Linked DNA regions of Mus musculus: region 2 is linked to region 1. A link is a contact called in public Hi-C data. All regions are on one chromosome and are shown on one strand. Each heading gives the region's core, a stretch centred on a gene start, on an enhancer-like site or on the middle of the called end of the contact. The rest is flanking DNA. Distances are from core to core; before and after follow the strand shown. Region 1 holds the start of Ccsap (centriole, cilia and spindle associated protein). Region 2 overlaps Abcb10 (ATP-binding cassette, sub-family B (MDR/TAP), member 10).

Evidence for each region. A called contact is a pair of places that touch in the nucleus more often than the background predicts.
Region 2: a contact with region 1 is called in a Hi-C map of neutrophils, with 4 times the contacts expected there. The contact joins the enhancer-like site here to the promoter of Ccsap in region 1. A contact is called at or near these places in 2 of 39 promoter capture datasets (embryonic stem cells and fetal liver), 8 of 484 Hi-C or Micro-C datasets (CD4 T cells, CD8 T cells, double positive thymocytes and 4 more), 2 of 115 datasets of contacts at active chromatin or transcription factors (both in embryonic stem cells) and 2 of 9 other capture datasets (adipose tissue and liver).

The regions. Positions count from the first base shown.
Region 1 is chr8:123,857,608-123,861,300 of GRCm38.p6, forward strand. Ccsap (centriole, cilia and spindle associated protein) reads right to left here and starts at 1,861. Exons shown (of 3, transcript NM_001379289.1): 1 at 1,488-1,861. The coding sequence starts at 1,803. It overlaps Gm9901 (a long non-coding RNA gene), which reads left to right and starts at 1,848. Exons shown (of 2, transcript XR_388182.4): 1 at 1,848-2,027; 2 at 2,263-2,891.
Region 2 is chr8:123,959,164-123,962,856 of GRCm38.p6, forward strand. Abcb10 (ATP-binding cassette, sub-family B (MDR/TAP), member 10) reads right to left here. Exons shown (of 13, transcript NM_019552.2): 8 at 2,833-3,042; 9 at 1,047-1,126. Among named protein-coding and RNA genes, the nearest start is that of Nup133, 12 kb to the left of the region's middle. Within about 2 kb of position 1,653, at least 7 of the 459 cell types and tissues checked have an H3K27ac peak or open chromatin away from gene starts, as enhancers often do. A contact at or near this core is called in liver and neutrophils, where this site is marked.

The sequences.
Region 1 (3,693 bases), core at 611-3,110:
GTGGTGGCACACACTGAATCTCAGCCCTCAAGAGGCAATGGCAGGTGGACCAGTTCAGGGCCAGCCTAGTGTACACAGTGAGTTCCAGAACTGTCACATCTACACAGAGAAACTCTGAAAAACAAAGACTTGAAAAACAAAACAAAACAAACAAACAAAAACCCTTTCAGTGAAAATAAGGCAAATGTATTTTAGAGCAATGTGAATCAGTGGCTCACCAGTCTAGCATTATAATGCATCTGTCAGGAACATTTCTCACATTGACACTGGCCCGCAGGAGCCAGCAAAAGAGCTGCGGATGGAGAATCCCGAAAGCGGGACACATCTATTTTCCCTAATGCCTACACACCAAAAATTTTAGCAGGAATTTTGCAAATCTTTGGGGAGGGCTCTGTATCTCCATGGAAACCCAAATAATCATGAACTCGGCACGAAGCCCACTAAAGTGCTGTCAGGTTTTCATATGGAACACACAGATAGATAGCAGGTAACCTCTTCAAACCACAGTGGGAAAGGAAAAGCAGGTTTGCTCGTCCCAATAAAAAAAAACCTCACAGTTAGCAAGGGCTCAGTTTTCATATTAATACCTGGGAGACATGCTCACCGCCCCCACCACCTTCTGCCACTTTCCCTAATTTCTAACCACATCACTGAAGCATCAGAATGGTCGTCATAAGCGACCAGATGACACAAGGCGGCCCAGCCATGCAAGAACTGAGAATAGGCAAACATAGTAACCAAGAGCAGGGAAATCCGACCCTTTCAGACTCCGACCATGGATCCCAAGCTCCCATGGCTTTGTTTACAAAACTGAGATTAAAAACAAAGGGCCCATCATATGACTTTGAAGGTCGAATGAGAAAATACATATTCCTAGACCAGTCACTGAGAAATAACTTTTTCACCACTGGACTCTCAGAAGAGTTCAGAGAGGTGGCTGGCAACCATAGTGATCTACAGTTGTACTGAAGTACTGCCCTGAGTCCAGGCAAACCCCAGGGCTCTCTGCTGACAGCCCCACTCCGCAACGGCGGGAAAGTGGCTCACAGCGTATACAAAGAGGGGTTCGTCCACAAACAAACGCATACCATTCTTCAGAGACAGCGAGACCAGGCCTTCAAGGCGTTCACACTGACAACCATGACCCCATTATGACAGCTCGGGCGTTCTTAACTTCAGTCGGTCATCTTTGGAATGAAAAGCTCCTCTCGCCAAACAGGATGCGCAGAAACAAACAGATCCGCCATCTGGTGGATCGAGGGCTCACTGAGCGGGCCACTGCCTGCGACCAAGGACCCCAACCAGGGTCATATGAGTTGGAGGTCATAAAGGGCTCCGCCAAGAGTCACCAAATTAGGGAAACCTGGGGTGGGAAGGTGGAAATGCGGCCCGCACCTTCCCCGCTTAGTTCAGCAAGCGGATTCTGTCAACCCCAATTAAACCAAAACAGGAAGCGCTGAGAACGGAGCAACGCGCTGTGCCCGTACCTGGTAACACTGTGTCCTGCTCCTCCGCGTCCCGCAGCTCCGCGCCGCGCTCCCCCACCGGCTGCTCCTCCTCCCGCGCGGAGGGCGCCGAGGGCTCCCCTAACGCGCCCCTGGGGGCCGGACTGGGTGAAGCCGAGCTGTCCGAGGGGCTGTCCGGGCCCCAGGCGTCCCAGAGCCAGGGCGCGTGCGCTTGCTCCAGCAGCCGGCGGCCCAGGCGGTAGCGCAGCAGCTCGCGGTAGCACGGCGCGTATTCGTCCCAGCGCGGCTCCCGATAGCGCTTCATATACTCGCTCTTCACCCCGCTGCCCGGGGACATGGTGCCGCGCGCCGCCGACTGCCTGCTCCGCGCTGCCGCCTACGGGTGCGACGGACTCAGAGGCGCGGCCCGCCGCGCGGTTCAAACCCGGAGCCCCGCCCGGACTGGAGGGCGGAGGCTGGGGCAAGGAGGGGCGGAGAGGGGGCGGGTCTGTGACGGGTGTTTCTGGGAGAGGGCGTTCCTAGCGGGGGCGGAGTTCCGGGCTGGGAAGGCCCCTAGTTCAGGTAATAGCGGGGGCGGGGTTTCAGGAGGGATTCCAGGCGACGCGACCTATCTAGATGGAATGATAGGTGGTCACCAGGGGTCTGCTCCACTCGGTAGAGGTGGAGACCACCGGACTCAAGGTGACGGGACAGGGGATCTTAGGTCCCCAGACACCCTCCTGGGCGAGGAGTCGGGGACTCTAGGAGCAGCGTCCTTACCTCCTGCCTGTTCTATCCTCCGCTCTCCGGAGGTCAGCTGAGATCGTGGCGCAGCAGCTATAGCGCGAACAGCGTTTCTCCTTGCGCGTCCTCCACCAAGATGTCGCCGATGGAGCGGTGGCTCCGCGGTCCTACAGCAGCCGGAGACGAAGGCGCCGCCCTAGCCTGAAGCCTGCACCTCCCCGCGCGCCCGCCGGGCCCCCGCCCGCTCCTGCGCCCGCGCCTGGGGCGCTGCTGTGAACCCCCAGCTCGTTCGCCCACTCGCTACTGGGGGCCTCGCGAGGAGGCTTCAGCTCTAGATGCAACCTGAGCAACCAACACCTAGCCGAGGACCAAATCCTGTGTCCCGATTCCTTCCTCTTTTCACAACGCCCGGGTTCTCAGGCCTTAGTGATTTTTTTATTGTTGTTGTTAATGATGTTGTTGATGTTGCTATTTTAATACATTTCCCTCCTCTGCCCCCTTTTTGAGACAAATCTCATGTTACCAAGGCTGGTCTAGAACTCATTCCAGAGCCCAAGCTGGTCTTGAACTCCTGATCCTTCTCCGCCAACCTCACAAGTGCTGGAATTAGCAGGTATGAGCCGCCTCACCTGCCCTTGCCTTTTATAACTTACTAGAGGCCAACTTTTGTAAAAATAAATAAATAAAATAAAATAAAGCCTAGGGCCTGCTCAAGGACCTGGTGCAAATGTTTGGCTTGGGCTCTAATGGACAGGGTCGCAGGGTTGTTACTGTTGCAATCCTGCTCTACAGATGGCTTTTGTAAAAGGAAGCATTGATGCAATCGCTGCAGAAAGATTTGAAAGGACAGGCATCCAGGAAGGATCACACTAAAAAAAAAAAGAAAGAAAGAAAAAGAAGGAAGGAAGGAGGAAGGAAGGAAGGAAGGAAGGAAGGAAGGAAGGAAGAAAAAAAAGTAGGTCCCAGCGGGATGTTTCCAGGAAGCAGATCACTTTGGGATTTCTGCAGTTCAGTTGAACTATTCCCATGTGTCTACACCTGCCTGGACCCGTTCTGAACATAGGACGCTAAGGCTGAAGGGTGTTCACAGCCTAGGTGGCTGCTCTGAGAACCTGAACTGATTAGTCTGATGGTACTGTTTCTGGAGGAGACAGAAATGACCACAGCCGCTGCTGAGATTCCCACAGAGGCCAGGCCCCTTCCCCTCCCCGTCAACAAACCTCGGGACCTCCTCACTGCGTTCCCTTCTATTGAAGCTGGCCAGGTTGATCTTTGGCTTTAGCAATCAAAAGTTTATAAACATTTAGAGACTAGACATGGAGGCACACCAGTAATCCTAGTACTTCTGCAGTCTCTGAGGCTGCATAAGGCCTTGTCTCAAGAGCCAGGTAACGAGATTCTGAATAGTGTGGAAGGAATCTTGATGTACTGTGACCTGAGAAATCAGGGCTAAGGTTAGAGCAGTTCAGCCTTTGCTGTCTGACTGTAAAATTCAGTGGGTGGG
Region 2 (3,693 bases), core at 403-2,902, 100 kb after region 1:
AGGACTACACAGAGAGACCCTGTCTCAAAAAAAAAAAAAGGTCCCAGCTTACCATGAAGAAGACCAAAATGATCTGTTGTCCTGTTGTCTTCACTACACTGTGGGAAGGAGTCCCCAACATGGGTGCCTACAATTGCCGGCCCATGACAACCTTATAAATCTCAGCCCCTTCCCTAAGGCTAGCAAGGCCTAGAAGACCTAAGTTCGACTACCTACCTTCCAATACAGACAAAGGGCCCAAGTCCACCCATTGCTTTCTGACAAAGAACCAGACACCACCATAACATCCTGACTGCCAGCCCCACATAGCACAGCAGTCTCTAGTCCTCTGCCCTCATGACACACATTGCTGAGGTCTAATCAGTACCAGGGTTGTGCCATCTATCCATCCTAGTGCAGAAGTCCCAATCAAGAGTGGGAATGGGAGGCATGGGCGTGACCACAGGGTGCACAGTGGTAAAAGAGTTGGCTGGGATACAGTTGTTGCTCCACGCAGTCTTGTGCAAGGAGCTCCGTGAAAAGGAACCGCACTTGCTTCCTATGGACACACAGGGGAACTGTGAAGGACAGCAAGAGTTTCTCCCGGTCCTTCCTCCAGCCCCCCAGTGCTGCACAGGAACGCCAGTCTCAGCTCTTAATAGAAAGTCAGCATTTCAACTGATTGTGTTGAGTCCCTGGGCCATAGGAAACTGTCTGTGTGTGGAGTGGGTGTGTATGGAGTGCTGTGTGTGGAGTAGGTTTGTGTGGAGAGGTGTGTGTGGAGTGGTATGTGTGGAGTGGTGTGTGTGTGAAGTGTGTGTGTGGAGTGGTGTGTGTGGAGTGTGTGTGTGTGGAATGGTGTGTGTGTGAAGTGTGTGTGTGGAGTGGTGTGTGTGGAGTGTATCTGTGGAGTGGGTGTGTGTGGAATGTGTGTGGAGTGGTGCGATCCATCTGGAAGCCTCTGTCCCACTCTGGAGAACACGAGATGGAGGCAAAGCCAAGGGACCACAGCTCCAACAAGGTGAGCGAGCGAGCGAGAGGGAAGTAAGGGAAACCCGTCTTCCTACCTGACTCACTGTCCCAATCTTGGATCTCAGCCAGACGGGGTTTAGCTGACGAATGTCATGGCCATCAAGGCTGACTGTTCCTGATGGGAGGGAGAAGGCAGAGGTCACCACAGGTCAAGGGTGATAACCAAAGTGAACCCTAAAAGGAGGGGGAATCCCAGACTCACTGCTCCCTCTTCCCTCCCTTACTGAGGCAGGAGCTCATGTAGTCAGTCAACTGCAGACTCCCTGTGCAGCCGAGGATGACCCCCAACTCACCCTCCTTTCTCAGTCTACCTACCTGGGAGGACTGTGCCGTTATTTGACCCCTCTCCCACTAAGACTGTACTGGGGAGCAAATCCAGAATTTTTTTTTTTTTTTTGAGACAGGGTTTCTCTGTGCAGCCCTGGCTGTCCTGGAACTCACTCTGTAGACCAGGCTGGCCTCAAACTCAGAAATCTGCCTGCCTTTGCCTGCCAAGTGCTGGGATTAAAGGCGTGCGCCATCACTGCCTGGCCCAAATCCAGATTTTTTTTTTTTTTTTTGCATACTAAATAAACAGTAACCAGTTGATCCGCATCCCAACCCCCAGGCAACCTTTAAAGACTAAACACAGGGTCAGGACTCCAGTGTAGCTAGTGGTGAAACACTCGCTTAGCATATGCAAGGGCCTGGGTTCTGTCCCAACCACCGAAGAAAATCAACTTCCATAATGTCCATATGGAACTCAAAACCAACAAGGCTGGGACTTTCAGAGCAACAGGAGCCTTCTGGAATGTCTGAAGCTAGGACCTCCCCTAGTGGATGGGAGGCTAGCCAGCCCCCCCCTCCTGAGTTTGGAGGTGCTGGCAGCTAGGCTACCTGGCAGTGTTGGTGTTCCATGAATCTGAAGTCTTATGCAGCGCCTTGATTCCAAAGAGAAGTGTGTGGGACAGGGGAGGAAAACACAGTGTGCACTGGCTAGCAGTTCTGATGGCAGTCTCCTGACTGCAGTCTCCTGATCATGCTGGTATCAGAAGAGACCATGAAGGCCCAGTTCAGGGATGGAGGTCTACAATGTTCTGCAAGTTTAAACTGGAGTCTCTTCAGCAGCCCCGTCTAAGACTGCAGAACAGTGCACATACATACATACCTCACGAATGGATGAGACAGTCTCATACTTGCTAAGTACACAGCCAAGGAAGAGGCTGGAGGGATAGCTCAACCGTTAAGAGCACTGACTGTCCTTCCAGAGGCCTGAGTTCAATTCCCAGCAACCACATGGTGGCTCACAACCATCCATAATGAGGTCTGCCTAACCCTAACCCTAACCCTAACCCTAACCCTAACCCTAACCCTAACCCCCTAACCCTAACCCTAACCCTAACCCCCTAACCCCCTAACCCTAACCCTAACCTAACCCTAACCCTAACCCTCTTCTGGTCTACAGGCACACATGCAGGCAGAACATACAAAATAAATCTAAACTGTCTGGTCTGGACACAGAAGACCCTAAAAAAACAGTCAAGGAACAGCCCTGAGGCAGAAGCCATCAGAAGGCCTCTTGAAATCCAGAATTGCTATGTCAGCACATGTCAGCAGAGTTCCAGTGTGGGTATGGGACAGTCCACAGCACCCATGGCTGCTGGCACCAGAAGGTATTTGCTGGGTGCTGCTGGGCAGTCTTGCTGACCCATTTCCAAGGGTAGGAATATGGGAAAGTGTTGTCAGATGTGGTCTCTCCTAGGCATGGGGTGGGAACAGGCATCAGGAGAAGTCACTGACAGCTCAGAGATGCCTCTGCCCACACTGTCACTAGCCACCTACCAGAATTAGGGTCGTACAACCGCAGCAGGAGCGAAACCACTGTTGATTTCCCAGAACCACTTGGGCCAACCAGCGCTGTGACAGATCCAGATGGGATGGAAAGACTGAAATCCTGGAATACGGACACCTCTGGGCGAGCAGGGTATGTGAAGTGCACGTTTCTGAACTCCAGGGCACCCTGGAAGGTTTTCTCATCTAACACCATCCCCTCTGAAACACAAGAGGGAAGGCAGAAAGCCAAAGTGAGAAGAATGGAGCTCAGGGCAGAATGCCCCTGCCTCCCTGTGGGTGTCTCCCTTGCCTGACTGAAGTGAACAGAAACAGGCCTAGATGCTGGGCTTATCATGTAAGGTCTTGTGCGACCTTAATTGAGGTGTCACCTTTTCTTGGGAGCAGTGTGAAGCACAGTGTGAAGACTGGCCCTCGGGTCTGACCCACCTCAGTGACATCTCTCAGTGCCACCGTGCTCTAGTGGCTTCTGTGCCCATGGCTCCAGGGAAGGTGATGACAAGGAGGAGGAGATGGTTCTCCATCAGTACCAACATCCCAGCATCCCAAGGAGGAGATGGTCCTCCATCAGTACCAGCATCCCAAGGAGGAGATGGTCCTCCATCAGTACCAGCATCCCAGCATCACCCCCCCAGAGCCAAGAAATGTAAAGCCTTGTTTTCATCTCCGCCTTCCCCAACCTCTTACAAAAGCCAGGATCACTAAGGAAGACTTGGGAGGGCCATCTGGGTGTCCTATGCACACCAGGCCTGCTTGCTGCTACCCTGCCCTTGGTGGTAATGAATGGATGCAGGTGTATGTGCGGCATGTCATGTCATCAGGCCCACATTTCCAGAACATCCCCTCAAGTGT